Regions from separate parts of the Bos taurus genome. Here region 2 is linked to region 1. The links are chromatin contacts, called in public Hi-C maps. All regions are on one chromosome and are shown on one strand. The core of a region is the stretch at or near the end of the contact, and the rest is flanking DNA. Distances in the headings are between cores, read along the strand shown. Region 1 overlaps PTPRF (protein tyrosine phosphatase receptor type F). Region 2 overlaps PTPRF (protein tyrosine phosphatase receptor type F).

Evidence for each region. A called contact is a pair of places that touch in the nucleus more often than the background predicts.
Region 2: a contact with region 1 is called in a Hi-C map of liver, with 2.6 times the contacts expected there. The contact joins two enhancer-like sites. A contact is called at or near these places in 2 of 11 Hi-C or Micro-C datasets (liver and skeletal muscle).

Annotation. Positions count from the first base shown.
Region 1 is chr3:102,446,593-102,449,444 of ARS-UCD2.0, forward strand. All of the region lies in intron 7 of PTPRF (protein tyrosine phosphatase receptor type F), which reads right to left. Among named protein-coding and RNA genes, the nearest start is that of PTPRF, 50 kb to the right of the region's middle. Within about 2 kb of position 1,354, at least 2 of the 102 cell types and tissues checked have an H3K27ac peak or open chromatin away from gene starts, as enhancers often do. A contact at or near this core is called in liver, where this site is marked.
Region 2 is chr3:102,491,935-102,494,786 of ARS-UCD2.0, forward strand. The region is part of intron 1 of PTPRF (protein tyrosine phosphatase receptor type F); the gene reads right to left. Among named protein-coding and RNA genes, the nearest start is that of PTPRF, 4.9 kb to the right of the region's middle. Within about 2 kb of position 1,452, at least 12 of the 102 cell types and tissues checked have an H3K27ac peak or open chromatin away from gene starts, as enhancers often do. A contact at or near this core is called in liver, where this site is marked.

The DNA of each region.
Region 1 (2,852 bases), core at 104-2,603:
TCTCTAACCTGGGGGGTGGGAGGCTGGGGACCACCTTTCACAATACTCGACAGGACCTGCTTGAGAACAAAGGAGCTACTGAGGAGAGCAGAGGTAGAGACAGAGACAGAAGAATGCCTGACCGAACTGTTTAAACACCTGGATCCAGCCGTGCCTGACGCCAATCTACTTCTCTACTTTCAGTTTTGTAAGACAAGAGTTTCCATGTTTGGCGTTAAGCTGATAGAAGTGGGCTTCTGTCATCTGTCCTAAAGCCGGGAGTCTGCACTGGGTGGCAGAGCAGTGCTGTGCGGCAGGGGCACAGGTGGACCCCGGGGGCACAGCTGGCAGGAGAAAGCCACGACAAAGAGCTTCCTTTGAGCACTCCCCACAAACAGCAAAAGGCTGGGAGGCTCGGACATGGTGCAGGCACTCCCTGGGCTCTGGTGCTGAACCTGGGGCACAGGTCATGAGGCGCGGCATGCCCGCTGGTGGAGATGTAGCCTGGCTAAAGCAAAGAGGCTCACTAACTGACCAGCTCTCTCCTTGCCTCTCCCCTCTGTAGCCTGGCTAAGGCAAAAAGGCTCCGCGGTCCTAACTGACCAACTCTGTCCTTGCCTCTCCTCTCTGCCAGTGGCTTCCCCGTCTCCTCCTTGTTCATGGGCATCCAAATGGGTCTGGGGGGAAGAGAACCACTCTCGGGCACCTCCTCTGGGCTGCGGGTTTCCACGCTGTGGATGCCGGCACCTCCCAGTTAAAGAGGCGGGAACTGACAGCTGACACTCAGGGACGTGTTTATACACGTACTGGAAGCAGGTCCGTGGGATGAAAAGCTCAGTGCCCTTTGAGCCCTGGCTCACAGGGTGAAAAGAGAGACCCAGGCGGCTCCATGAAGAAGCTTCTGGGTCTCTTGAGGCTGCCGGGAGAAACACTCTCCAGTTGGCATGAGGATGGGCCTCAAGCCTGTGTCAGGGACACACCTGCCAGCTTGACGGTGGTCAGTGGCAGAATCTTGGGACCCGATCAGGTCCCTGGACATGAGAACAAAGAGCCCCAGGGGAAGGAAGTAGGTCATTGGTGGATAAACCTTAGGTCTCAACCTAAGCTGTGAAGAAAACTGACCGGTCTTTACCTCAAACAGTCCCGGAGGACAAGGTGTTCTCGCCACTATTAGGAAATAAGGGCCCTTGGGGAACTAACATTGAGAAGGGTTTGTTTTTATTTTTAAATTCCCCCCTTCCAGATGCAAGTGGAAGGGAGAACCCCAGGGGCTAAGGATGAGTGAGAGGTCAGAGGTGAGCCTTAGGATCACCCCTAGCACCAGGGCAGGGCCTCAAGCCCAGGGACTCCTGGACGGCACGCTCCAGCAGGGCACGTCCCTTCACAGGCCTGCTGGGCTTCAGCCAACACAAAGAGCCTGGACAGGTTTGCCGCAGAGCAGACTCATCTTCCCCACGGTGTAGGGGCTAGGACTACAGAGAGAAGGTGGGGGTAACAGAGGCAAGTGACCACTTCCTGGGACCCTGAGTATCTGTGGAGTCCCGAGTTCTGGATGGTCACCCCGCTGTCCCAAGCGCCAGGAGTGGCTGGTGCCTCCCTGCAGTCACTGACACGAGGCCTCCAGAAGGGGCAGGACTCGCCCTGGACTCGGGTCTACTGACAGCAGCAACAGCAGGGAAGGAAAAACCAGGGCCGGGGAAAAAACGCACCTAGGGTCTAATCCTGAGCTCCAACAATGACGGTCTATTACTGTTCCCCGAGCATCCTTACTGCTGACATTTTATAGACAATTTCCAAAACAGGGCCTTGCCATTTCTGGGTTATATTTCAGCTGTAACTTTTAAGTCTAATTATTTGAGCTGACAACCCCCTATAATAGGGCGGTGCGGCGCCTGGAGGCATCGGCATTCAGTGGAGTGACAGCCTAATCGCAGGGGGGAGGCAGCCCCGCAATCGGCATTCACTTGCGGAAATTTCTCTGATGAAAATAACACAACATTAAGGAGGGGATAAGGGGCAGGATCCACCGTATCAAGATAAAATAACTCTTTAATAAATAACCTTGTGGCTGCCGCAGAGCAGTAATTAAATGCCAGCGCACTCGGCACACAGTTTTAAGTAAAGCTGGAAAAATGTAAGATGTAATTATCAGCACCAAACAAATTACCAGCACGGCAAATCCCCCCTGGAATATTTAGAAACTCATTTCTGCCTTCCCATTAAATATTATTTTTGGTGGAACCATGGAATGGTAAAAGGAGAAGGGACAAGGGACCGGGAGGGCGGGGGAGGGGCCCAGGGGGAGGCGGTGGCAGGCTGGGCTCTCTCTGCTGATGACCGTTTTCTGAACTCGCCCCAGGCAGATTTGCCCGGTCAGCGAAACGGTGTAACTGAAATGCCCCAGAGCTCAGGAGTGCATATGATGATGCTCAGGGCTGGTATCTGAGCCAAGGCTGCAGTCCTCCTCCCGACAGGCTCCCTCTCCTCGTGGAGGAAACCCAACCCACAAAGAGAATGCACAGGACACCAGGTGGCCCGGGTCTGCTCCCTGGGGCTTCGCCCAGTGGACGGGAGCGCCTCCTCTGACGGCTCAGACCAAGGGACACAGGAAGGACTGCCGCCTGTGTCCTTGCCCCTCGGCCCCTGCTGTTGGACTGAGGGCGAGGAGTAGGGGCCTGGCCCTGAGGGTGTGAGACTGCTCTGGAATGGGGTGCTGCGAGGTCTCCGGGAAGCCCTCCCCGACCCACGGCCATGCTAGGGCTGCTGCGAGGCTCACACATGGCTCTAAGCAGCAGCTGACTGCTCGGTCAGATGTGAGCTCCTGGTCAAATGATGCCCAGCACCCAGTGTGGGGCTGGGGAAATGCCAGCTGT
Region 2 (2,852 bases), core at 202-2,701, 45 kb after region 1:
AAGCTTGGTGCGTGCCGGCTCAGCTCCAGGTCCCCAGCTCCCAGCAGAAAGCCAGCGCATAGTAGGTGCTCTGTCAATATATGCTAACTGGGCAGATGGACACATGAATGAGTTCACGGAAAACAGCCCAACCTGGGGAGAACCACGCCAGCATGCATGGAGCCTTCAAAGAAGCTTCAGAAGCAATGTTTATTTTTGACTCTGTGCTGCTCTATAATTTCTAAAATGAAGGTGTGCCCCTGGATGCCTCTTCCACTGGCACACACACAGTGACAGGGCCCGGCCCCGTCCTTCTGGAACCATTATTGAGCCCCGACCTGGAGTGGGTCCTCTCCTGGGTGGGGGAAGGGTCTGACCTGCCCACAGCTCTCACAGCCCCCTCCGCACTGCTCAGCAACCATCTCCCTGCTGCCCGCTCCACTCGGGCCGCACCTTGCACGGGTTTCTCCTCGGTCTCACGCTGCCACGCACACAGGGATTCTGCCCAACACAGCAGTTCCACCCTGGCTCCTCCCCAAACAGACCCATAGGACTGGGTCAGGGAGCCCCCAAGGCCAACCCCCCACACCTGGCACCTGGGAATCAGCCTCACTTGAGACTGACCACCTCTGCAACACAGGGGACATCCTCAGGCCAGAGCCCCATCCTGACTGACCAGGACAGGCCTAGCCAGCCCAGGACCATTCATGCTGACCCTGAAGCTCACATCCTCTCCTACCTCCATTGCCCCCTCCCCCAAGAGCCCAAAGCCCTGGGCCTCGGGATGGTCACACCCTTCCTGCCCCCAGCCCACCGGCTTCTCCATAAAGCTCCCTGTGGCCCCTGCTCCCAGCACACAGGCTGCCAGGTGGGTCTGGCCAGACAAACCAGCTTCCATGTCCCAAACTCAAAGGCCCATTTGTCTGGGGACGCCCACTGGGGCCTCACAGGGCCAGGTGTGAAGCTGTCAGCTCCACCGTTGCTCAGGGACCCTGGGGCAGAGTCCAAGGCAGAGAATGGGGAGGGTCCCCCAAGCCAGCTGCACTATGACCACGCCCAGGGCCACACCAGGAGCCCTGGGCCTGGTGCTTGGACCTAAGCTGAGCAGGAGCCACACCTGGATAGAGGGGGATGTGCCCCTAATGGCCTGGAGGTGGGTCAGAGGACAGACAAAGCAGGCAGAGAACCTTGCCCGTGGAAAGACCCTGAAGCACAAACAGGATTCCAGAAGAGCTAGAACAGCACCTGGAGCCACCAGTGCCCAAAACAACCTAAGAGAGTGATCGGAATCACCCGTCAGGGTCACCTGCAGAGCTCCCAGAACCACCCCAGACACAGCATCAGCCAGGCCTGCCAGGCACACCCAGGAGACCAACGGGAGAGCTATTCAGAAAGGGCCTGGCTGGTACTGGACCCAAGTTAGGAATCACCAGCTGGCACCCACAAAGGCCTCAGGAGCGAGATTGGCATTTGTGACCAGGATCAGGTGAGCAGGCCTTGGCACTAAGCCAGGGCTGGCCCCTGGTAGGGCTCTCTATCATTTGCCAAGTCTGGAAGCCGGCCTGGCAGCAGGATCAGAAGCAAGTTGAAGTCTAGAGGAGCACGGACACTTCTCTCAAGCGGCTCCCGGGCAGCCCCCATAGCTGCACCAGAACAGTTCCCGGAAGTAGCTGAAACACTGCCAAGGAGCCAAATGACTGTTCACAGATCTGAACACTGGGGACAGAGTCTGGGTACATCTGGACCTCAGAGGCAGACACCTCATCTGACGCCCAGGGCCAGGGCAGGTGGGGAGACAGGGGACCCAACACGCTGAGGCCGCCCCTTCTCAGAATCCCCTTCCCCCGTTCCCAACGTCTCTTCCCCAGGGCTTCATCCTCTAGTCTTCTCACACTAGCCCACCTGAACGTCAGATACACCTGAGCAACACGCATGATCCCAGGGATGGCATGAGGGCTGAGGGCTGAGGGCTAGGCACTCTCCAGCCTGCGAACCAAAGCTCAGAATTGCAGCTACTTTAGGTGAGCAGATGCCCAAAGAGTTTTAAAAGCCCTTCCCACTGTGATTCTGATGGGCTGGGTTTGCACCGCCCCCTTTGATGATTATTATAATAAGAACTGCTAACACTGAGACAGCAATACTTACTAGATGCCAGGCCCTATTCTAAGCACTTTCTGCATATTAACTTCAATCTTCGAACCACCGCACAAGATATGGACTTCTGCTATATCTACTTTGACAAAAGGGAAAACAAATTCAGAGATGCTAAGCAACTTGCTCAAGGTCACACTGCTATTAAGTGGTTTTGAACCCATCAGTTTGAAACTAGAGTCTGCACTTTTTACCAGTGAGGCTGTCTTCTCTTGGGCACAGCTCTACACGCTCTCATATAACTCTCCATCCTTCCTCAGACTTCTCCCCCAAGCTCCAGATTCTCACACACATCTCCCTCCTAAAAGACCCCCTCATCCCACCCTCAAATGCTCCAAGCATCTCAAAGGCCAACAGGTCAAACCATGAGCTTATTATCTGCCTCTCCCCAAATCCACCTTTCATCCCCAAGTCCCTGGCTCAGTGAAAGCCCTACCCAGTCACTCCAAGGAACCTAGACCCCTTCCTCTCCCTCACTCCCACATCCAATAAATCATCCTGTCCTAATAAACGTGTGCCTTCTAAATGGCTCCATGCTACCAAACCACCATTCTCTCTCATCTGACTTACCTTCACCCTTCTCCTCACTGGGTATCCTGTTTCTATCTACTTCCCACAGCCACAGAATCCTCTTCTGGAAACACGAATCTGATCACAGCACATTCCACACACCCCTCCCTTTCATTCAAGCTTTAATTATTTGGTGTTTTCCTTTTGTGTTC